Regions from separate parts of the Sus scrofa genome. Here all the other regions are linked to region 3. Evidence: chromatin contacts called from public Hi-C and promoter capture Hi-C data. All regions are on one chromosome and are shown on one strand. Each heading gives the region's core, a stretch centred on a gene start, on an enhancer-like site or on the middle of the called end of the contact. The rest is flanking DNA. Distances are from core to core; before and after follow the strand shown. Region 1 holds the start of CRTC1 (CREB-regulated transcription coactivator 1). Region 2 overlaps ELL (RNA polymerase II elongation factor ELL). Region 3 holds the start of C2H19orf60.

The links. Promoter capture Hi-C pulls out the DNA fragments that hold promoters and counts their contacts. A called contact is a pair of places that touch in the nucleus more often than the background predicts.
Region 1: a contact with region 3 is called in a promoter capture Hi-C map of liver, with 4 times the contacts expected there. The contact joins the promoter of CRTC1 here to the promoter of C2H19orf60 in region 3. A contact is called at or near these places in 1 of 5 promoter capture datasets (liver), 12 of 47 Hi-C or Micro-C datasets (blood, embryonic fibroblasts, fetal heart ventricle and 6 more) and 2 of 2 datasets of contacts at active chromatin or transcription factors (alveolar macrophages and skeletal muscle).
Region 2: a contact with region 3 is called in a Hi-C map of alveolar macrophages, with 1.9 times the contacts expected there. The contact joins the enhancer-like site here to the promoter of C2H19orf60 in region 3. A contact is called at or near these places in 10 of 47 Hi-C or Micro-C datasets (alveolar macrophages, blood, embryonic fibroblasts and 5 more) and 1 of 2 datasets of contacts at active chromatin or transcription factors (alveolar macrophages).

What each region holds. Positions count from the first base shown.
Region 1 is chr2:59,155,933-59,158,632 of Sscrofa11.1, forward strand. CRTC1 (CREB-regulated transcription coactivator 1) reads right to left here and starts at 1,264. Exons shown (of 17, transcript XM_003123525.4): 1 at 1,073-1,264. The coding sequence starts at 1,198.
Region 2 is chr2:59,349,646-59,352,345 of Sscrofa11.1, forward strand. It overlaps ELL (RNA polymerase II elongation factor ELL), which reads left to right. Exons shown (of 13, transcript XM_021083507.1): 8 at 1-38; 9 at 1,549-2,023. Among named protein-coding and RNA genes, the nearest start is that of ISYNA1, 13 kb to the right of the region's middle. Within about 2 kb of position 1,391, at least 6 of the 83 cell types and tissues checked have an H3K27ac peak or open chromatin away from gene starts, as enhancers often do. A contact at or near this core is called in alveolar macrophages, where this site is marked.
Region 3 is chr2:59,235,707-59,238,406 of Sscrofa11.1, forward strand. C2H19orf60 reads right to left here and starts at 1,365. Exons shown (of 5, transcript XM_005652933.3): 1 at 1,209-1,365; 2 at 1,032-1,114; 3 at 507-757. The coding sequence starts at 1,110. LOC106508380 (a long non-coding RNA gene) reads left to right here and starts at 505. Exons shown (of 2, transcript XR_001305188.2): 1 at 505-831; 2 at 941-1,555.

The DNA.
Region 1 (2,700 bases), core at 14-2,513, 80 kb before region 3:
TGATAGACAAACTCCACAAGAGAGGACACCAAGAGCTGAAGAGCTTGGCACCTTGAGGCGGCTGCCAGACGCTAGGGCCCACAAGAAGGCCAGGTCTCCCACCCCAGCCACAAACAAGCCCCTGCTCCAGGCCTACAGCAGCTTCCAAGGTTAGGTTAGCAGGTAACCTGGCCTGCCCCTGCACATGAAATGCGCTCAGCCATCTGAGGAAGAACTAACTCTCCACCCTGGTCCTGAAGGGCCAGGGGCCATCTGTGGCCAGCTGTCTCTTGTCCATCACCTGGCCCCCACCATACAGGTTGCATGGGGAAGGGGCTCCACTCCAATCTCCAAGACTGAGCCCAATCTGCCTTCCCAATCCCCTCAGGTTCCCACAGGGGACGGCACCAGATCTTGCCCTCAGGTTTCCAAAAGGGAGAGATACATATTCCATCTCAGGTCTGCAAGGAGGGGTTCCTGTCCTTCTCCCAAGACCCAGGGTGTGAGAGCACAGGTGACAATTATGTAGGGACACTTGTCCCTTCAGGCAGCAGTGATGTGTGGGCATCTGCCACCCCTTAGATACCAATGATATGGAAGCACCTATCTCCCCTCCCAAGGTAACAGGGATGCTTGCAAGCAGCGCCAAGTTCACACATCTCAGTATCAGCCTGTCTCCCCTAGACCATGGCATAGCTCAGGGCATCTATCCACCTCAGGTAGCATTGATGTGAGAACACCTTTCCCCCCTCAGGTAACAATGATGTAGTGGCACCTGTTCCCTCCAGGTAGTAATGATGTAGAGGTCCCTGCCCCTACAAATAACAATGATATAGTAATAACCTGGTCCCCGCTTCAAGTAACAACGTTGTAGGGCCACCTGTACCCCTTCAGGTATCGATGATGTGGGGGTACCGGTCCCGCCCACGACGCCCGGAGCGTGGGGACACCTGTCCCCTCGGGCCGTGCCAAGCCCCGCCCCCGCCGCGCGGCGCCCCGCCCCCGTCCCGCGCCCCCCTTCCCGCTGCACGCGGACACGCGCCCCTTCCCTCCCTCTCCGGCCCTGAGGGGTCGGCGCGGGCAACCCCCTTACCCGTGCGGCCCGCGTCAGGCTCAGGTCCTTCATGACCTCCTCGAAAGCCGCCGTCTCCTCCGCTTGCTTCTGGTTATGCAGCGCGATCTTCTCGCTGAATTTCCGCGGATTGTTCGAAGTCGCCATCTTCTCGCCGCCGCCGCCGCCGCCGCCGCCGCCGCCGCCGCCTCCTCCTCCTCCTCCTCCTCCTCCACCACCTCCTCGCCCCCCCAATCGCGGGTGCCACCACGCAAGCGCCAGCCGGACCCGCGGGCGGCGGGCAGTGCGCAGGCGCGTCGGCGGGCGTGAGAGCGGCGCATGCGCTCGGAAGTAGCGCGCGTTGCGGGGGCGACAGCGCATGCGCGCGTCTCGGCTTTGCACTTGTGGGGGCACAGGGGAGGTGGGAGAGGGAGGGTGGGGATTTCGGCGCAGGCGCAGTGAGCCGCCTCCTGGCCCGCTGGACAGCAGCCGCCTGGCTGTTGAGAAAGGTCCGGGGACTGGCTGGAACCCCCAGTAGAGAGATTGCTGGACTCAACACCTTCCAAGTCATAAGGATGAAGCCAGCACCCACCCCAGGCAGCACTCGAGTATGAGCCTGGGCTCGGACCAGTTCATCTCGGAGACTGGTTTAGGGCGTTGCTCATCCAGGCATGCATTTATTCATTTGAGACCCTATATGTGCCAAGTATCCTGGAGAAAAGGCATGAGCAAGGCGACTTGGTCCCTGCCCTCATGGGATGCGCAGGTCGGGGAGGGGGGAAAACAACCCACCAACAAATGAACCTTTCAGATGGCGGTCAATGTAATATGAAAAATGAAACCATGGAATTCCCGTCGTGGCGCGGTGGAAACAAATTCGACAAGGAACCATGAGGTTGCGGGTTCGATCTCTGGCCTTGCTCAGTGGGTTAAGGGTCTGGCGTTGCGGTGAGCTGTGGTGTAGATTGCAGACGCGGCTTAGATCTGGCGTTGCCGTGGCTGTGGTGTAAGCCAGCGGCTACAGCTCCGATTAGACCCCTAGCCTGGGAACCTCCATATGCCGCGGGAAGCGGCCCTAGAAAAGACAAAAAAAAAAAAAATGAAATCACTGATGGGCCAGAAGAGTGATGTTGGAAAGGGAAACGCCTATGCCACCATGGTTCAGGGGATGCGATCAGTCCCCAGTCCAAAATCCCGATGTCTTTCCCTATGCTGATACCCTATCCAGTTCCTATTCTCTGGATCCTTAAGCTCAGAGAACTGGAACTACAGAGTCAGCCTCTTCTCGATGAACTTCTCCAGCCTGATCTTGCTCAAGGAAGCCGGTCTGCCATGGCGGGCTAAAGGACGGGTCCAGAAATCCCACCCAGACCAAGCTGTGAAAGGAATAGCAGAGTCTCCCCAATGACAGGAGAGTGACCTAGGGAAACCAGAGGGGTTCTGATACCTAGTTGTCCCTCCCCAACCACCAATATCAAAAGTTTAGGAGTTCCTCTTGTCGCTCAGCAGGTTAAGAACCCGACATAGAGTCCGTGAAGATGCAGGTTTGACCCCTGGCCTTGCTCAATGGGTTAAGGATCCAGCGTTGCTGTGGTTGTGGTGTAGGCTGGCAGCTGAAGCTCCGATTTGACCCCTGGCCTGGGAACTTCCATATGCCGCAGGTGTGGCCC
Region 2 (2,700 bases), core at 141-2,640, 110 kb after region 3:
CTCCAGGCGACCATGGGAGCTCAGCCTCACCTCCTCAGGTAGGAGTGACAGGTGTGGCTGTGACAGCAGGTTGTGATGAGGGAGGGCAGGTCTCACCCAGAGCCAGTAGGCCTGATCCAAAACCTTGGTGCTGGGAGCCTGTTGGGCCTTCAGCTCAGGGCTGGCAAGTTTTCTTGAATGGGTGAGCAGCTGTCTGGCTTCCCCACCAGGCTGGGGATCCTGGGCCTGGGACCTGGGTATGGTTCCTTGGGATACCTGTGGTAGTGCACCTGAGGGCGGGGTGGCTGCCAGACCTCACTGAGCCTTGTGCTTTCTCCGCATGGTGGATGCTGCTGCTTCCTAAGGCTGTTGTAAAATTAAGTGTGTAGCTACAGCCTGGCCAGTGCCCAGGAGGGCTCCATGAGCGGTAGTCGGTAGTTGGGAAGGACTCAGGGTACAGCATCACTGTGGGGGGTTTGGGCTTCAGCAGTACTCCCTTACCCTTGCTTGAGCTGTTGGGGGAAAGCTATCCCCACCCACCTGCACGCTCTGACTTTTGAGTCCCATGTCCCTGGCCCCCGCTAGGCCAGCCCTCCTCCTCTCTCCCACCTCCTCTGCCCTGCAGGTACCCTGCCTGGGTCCGTGGCTCCTTGTGCATGCTGTGACTCGGGTCATTGTTGGAGGGAGAGGGCCCCATTTCACTGGCATTCCTACTGCCGCCTTCTGGTCCTGTGCCTGACCGTTCACCCTCTTTCTCCCTTCTGCTTCTTCCCTGGGCCTTGGCCACCTGGTTCAATCCTGGCTCCATTCCTGTGGTCTGTCCTTGCCTCACGGGTCTCAGTCTTCTCATCTGTGAAATGGGGATGAGGCCCGCACCATGTCACCGGCTTGTCATGGGGATACAGGTAGTCAGGGGCCTAGGGGTTATGGTCCTGGCCTGTGGGGCTGCCCTTTGTCATTCAAACTCTGTCACTTTTTCCTTCCTAGGGAAGATGCTGAACACAGGGATGTTTTTTGCTTTCTTCTTTCTTTCTTTTCTTCGTTCACTGCACCTGAGGCATATGGAAGTTCCTGGGCCAGGGATCAAGTCCAAGCCGCAGCTTCAACCTGTGCCACAGCTGTGGCAGTGCCAGATCCTAAACTCAGTGTGCTGGGCCAGAGATTGAACCCATCCCTCCATAGAGACAACATCTGATCCTTAACTGCTGCACTGCAGTGGGAGTTCTGAGCACAATGGTGTTTTAGACTAATTCCCAGAGTTGGCCCTTACGGGCTGGAACCAGGTCCACTGACTGCTTCTCCTTCACTCTGGTGGCCTCTGGGCCCAGCTGAGAGCCCCCCTAGGCAGGCCAGCTTTGCAGAGCACTGGACATCCTGGGCCTGGCTGGTGTTCGCGCGCCCCCGTGTGGTCAGAGTGGGCTTTGCATGCAGGCTGTAGGTTTCCTCAGTGCCTGGGACTGCATGGCCTGGTTCAGCTCAAGGTTGGCCTATTGTTGCCCTTCTCTCCCCAGGGGACACTAGTAATGCTGGGCATAGGCTCCCCTCTGAAATTCATTCCCTTCTTCACAGAAACGGCCGCAGCCTTCTGATTTCATTGACCCTCTGGCCAACAAGAAACCCAGGATATCGCACTTCACCCAGAGAGCTCAGCCCACAGTCAATGGGAAGCTGAGCCTGCCCCACAGCCGCGAGGCCCTGCTGCCCACCCCAGGCCCACTGGCTGGCACGGACCCTCATCTGCCCTTGCGGCTGGAGCCCCCACGGTCCCATGACCCCCTGGCTGACGTCAGCAACGACCTGGGCCACAGTGGCCGGGACTGCGAGCATGGGGAAATGGCTGCCCCAGCCCCTACTGCACACCTCAGCCTGCCTCTGCTGATGGACTGTGCCCAGCCCAGCAGGCCCCACGGCAGCTCCTTACATGGCAAGTCCAAGAAGAAGTCCAAGAAGCACAAAGACAAGGAGAGGGCAGCTGAGGACAGGCACCAGGTCCGGCCGCCAGACCATACGCCAGGCCCCCTTGAAGCCCCGTCGGTCGCCCCAGGTAGGTGCCAAGAAGCAGGCCTAGGGCAGGGGGCTCTGCAGGAGGGTGTCTCCAAGAGCTTGAGTGCTGGCCCCCTGTCCACCCTCACTCCACAGTGTGCTGAGGGGCCACACTGCCCTACAAATTCCCCCTTTGGCTCACCCTGCCCATTAGGCCCCTTGACACTCCACGTCCTCACAGCGGCTCATTTGTGAATGCCCTGGCAGTGTTGTTCCCAGAGCCTCCTGCAGTGCTGCTGTGTGCCAGACCAGCCCTGAGGGCCAAGGGCTGAGGCTCCTGGGAGGGGACAACACAAGGAGAGGAACAAGTGCCAGGCCACAGTGCTGGCTGCAGGGAGGTCCCAGACACTGAGGGGGAATGGGGCGGGGCTGGGGCTCAGGGAAGGCAGTGGGGGACAGGGCCTGACAGGGAGGGGGTGGCAACCACTGGATCACCAGAGGCCTGGTGTCGCCTCTGAGCCAACATTTCCTGTGGAGAAAGGGCTTAGGAGGCAGGACCACAAGGAAGTGGAAGACTGTCCGTAGAACAGCAGGTAGGAAGAGCGAGATCAAGATCTTGCAGCCTGTGGGGAAGCTGGCAGTGGAGAGACCTGGGGTTGCAGCCCCAGGATGAGGGATGCAAGCTGAGCAGGGAAACCTCCATGGGGCCTTGAGCACTGGGGAGGCCCAGGGATAGTG
Region 3 (2,700 bases), core at 115-2,614:
AACTATGATGCAGGCGTGGCTTGAGGTGAATTTGGACTGGGAATGGTAATACATCAGCAGAGTAGGCGGGGCCATGGAAACCTAGAGGGAGGAGCCGGCCCAGAACCTAGGGTGGGAGTCTAAGGTTACTCGGAATGGGACTGGGACACGGCCAGGAAACTCAAGGCCCCCAATCTTCAGGGGGTTGAGTACCACATCTGGGGTATTGGCAAAAGCCAGAGAAGAAGGAGCGCGGTAGGGGCGGAGTCTGGGATAGAGTAGGCGTGTCCTGGGGCTAAAAAAACCTGGATGTAAGTGGAGGCAGACAAGAGGGGACTAAACCTGAAAATTTCCAGTGAAACCTTAATGGACGACTAAAGTGGGGGCAAGAAGAAGTGGATTCTGGGGCGCCAGGGGCGGGACTTGAGAGGACGGAATCTGGCCCCTCCCCCAAGTGGCGCCCAATGGGCCAAGGCCCGAGAGACAAGCCCTAGAGTAGGACACACTGCTGCCGGGCGGGGCCTCACCGTGGCCAGGCGCGTCTCCTCCAGCTGCTGCAGCCTGCGCACGTGGCTCGCGAGCAGCGGCTGCTGTCGGGGTCCGGTCAGCTCCGCCTCCACCGCCAGCACTTCCCGAGAGGCGGCGGTGAAAGCCTGGGTCACCTCGTGTACCGTGCTCCGGTAGCGCGGGAAGTCGTAAGGCGGGCCGCTGCTCAGGTACTGGCGGTGGCCTCTGTGGCAGGTGGGGGTCCTGAGGCTACGGTCCCAGCTCTCAGTCCCTGCACCCGAATCGACCACCTGAAAGCCCCCCAAGAAGTGTCCCTGCCCTGGACCCCAGAGTATGGAGGACGTTGTGAGTACCGCAGGGTAACCCAAAACGGGCCCACCCCTGCGCATGGGGAGGGGGAAAGATCTGGTCTCCCTGTAAATCCCGCCCCACCTCTGACACTGCGTTCGCTCAGGTTCCCAGATTCTTCCCACGGCGCACCCGTCCCGCGAGCGGGCTGGGTGCTGAACCTTGCGACTTCTCCTTTCCCCTACGCCCACACTTACTCCTCCAGCCGACGGAAGGCCTGCGCGCGCTCAGCCTGCAACTGGTGGATGCGCTGTACCAGCACCCGGATCGGGGCATCTTTCTATGGGGCGGGGGGCAGGGCTGGGGCATGAAAACGGCGCCCTCGGGCCTGCACCGCCCACCCCATGCCTGTTCCCGCTCGGGCTCGAGCTCACCCAAGGCCACACCAGCTCCTCTCTTTCCGGGCCTCCCGTGTTATCCGCAGCCTCAGGAACCGCGGAGACAGCCGACTCTGCCGCGGCCTCGGCGGTGATCATGACTGCGCAGCCCTGGCCCCGCCCGGGAGCAGGTTGCATCGCTGCGCCAGGCGCCCCCTGGAGGCCCGGAGGCTTCTAGACCCAGCCTGCGGCAGGAAAAACTTGAGCGATCCTGGGGAAGACTGGGAAGCGAAGACAGCCAGCTTCTCTGTCCTGACACTCTCCAAGCACCCCCCACTCCCTTGTTTCCGTCCAGCGCCTGCCTTCTTAACATTTTTGATCTTGAAATGTACAGGTTCACTATAGAGCAAGGGTATTCCTCGGTTTGTTTCCATACGATGTCAACGCTCGACTTCCATCTCCTCACATCCCATCTCCACTCAAATAAGGAATGGAACCTGAGGTGATATCCGTCATCTAATGCCATAAGCTTGTGACAAGAGTAGAATCTGGAGTTCCCGTCATGCCTCAGTGGCTAACGCATCTGACTAGGAACCATGAGATTGTGGGTTCGATCCCTGGCCTTGCTCAGCGGATTAGGAATCCGGCGTTGCCTCAAGCTGTGGTGTAGGTCGCAGACACAGGTTGGATCCTGCGTGGCTGTGCCTGCGGCGTAGGCCAGTGGCTACAGCTCTGATTAGACTCCTAGCCTGGGAACCTCCATATGCCTCGGGTATGGCCCTAGAAAAGACAAAAAAAAAAAAAAAAAAAAAAGAGTACAATCTGAACGCAAGTTGACACTGGAGTCACTGGAACCCAGTCCACAGCAGATTCCCCGGGAACTACTCAGAAATGAGCTAGGAGAACCTGTGCAAAGGCCCTGATGTGGGAGTCTGGGGCAGGGCTGAGGCCAGCAGGGGTTCATATTAACCACAGAGGCCTGGGAGCTGGAGATAGAGCTCATGGGGTAGAGGAGAAAAATGGTGGTAGCCTGGCCTAAAGAGAAGGGGGTAATTGAACAAGATGAAAATCAACCACCTGGGGTATTAAGTGACAGCCTTTAGATGACACTCCAGGTCTCAGCTGTTTTTATTTATTTTATTTATTTATTTATTTTTGGTCTTTTTGCTATTTCTTTGGGCTGCTCCCGCGGCATATGGAGGTTCCCAGGCTAGGGGTCTAATCGGAGCTGTAGTCACTGGCCTACGCCAGAGCCACAGCAACGCTGGATCCAAGCCGCGTCTGCAACCTACACCACAGCTCATGGCAAGGGCAGGGACCCAAACCCGCAACCTCATGGTTCCTAGTCGGATTCGCTAACCACTGCGCCACGACGGGAACTCCTCAGCTGTTTTTAGGAAACACTGTCTAGGTTTGGGTTGTCATCTACAAGCTCCAATTTTTGCAAGACAAAAAAAAGGCATTGTCTTACCAGGGAACTACAACCCTCACCCGATTTGCTGGGGCCTGCCCTTCCCAAACATCATTGGTCTTGGGTGGGGCCCAGAAG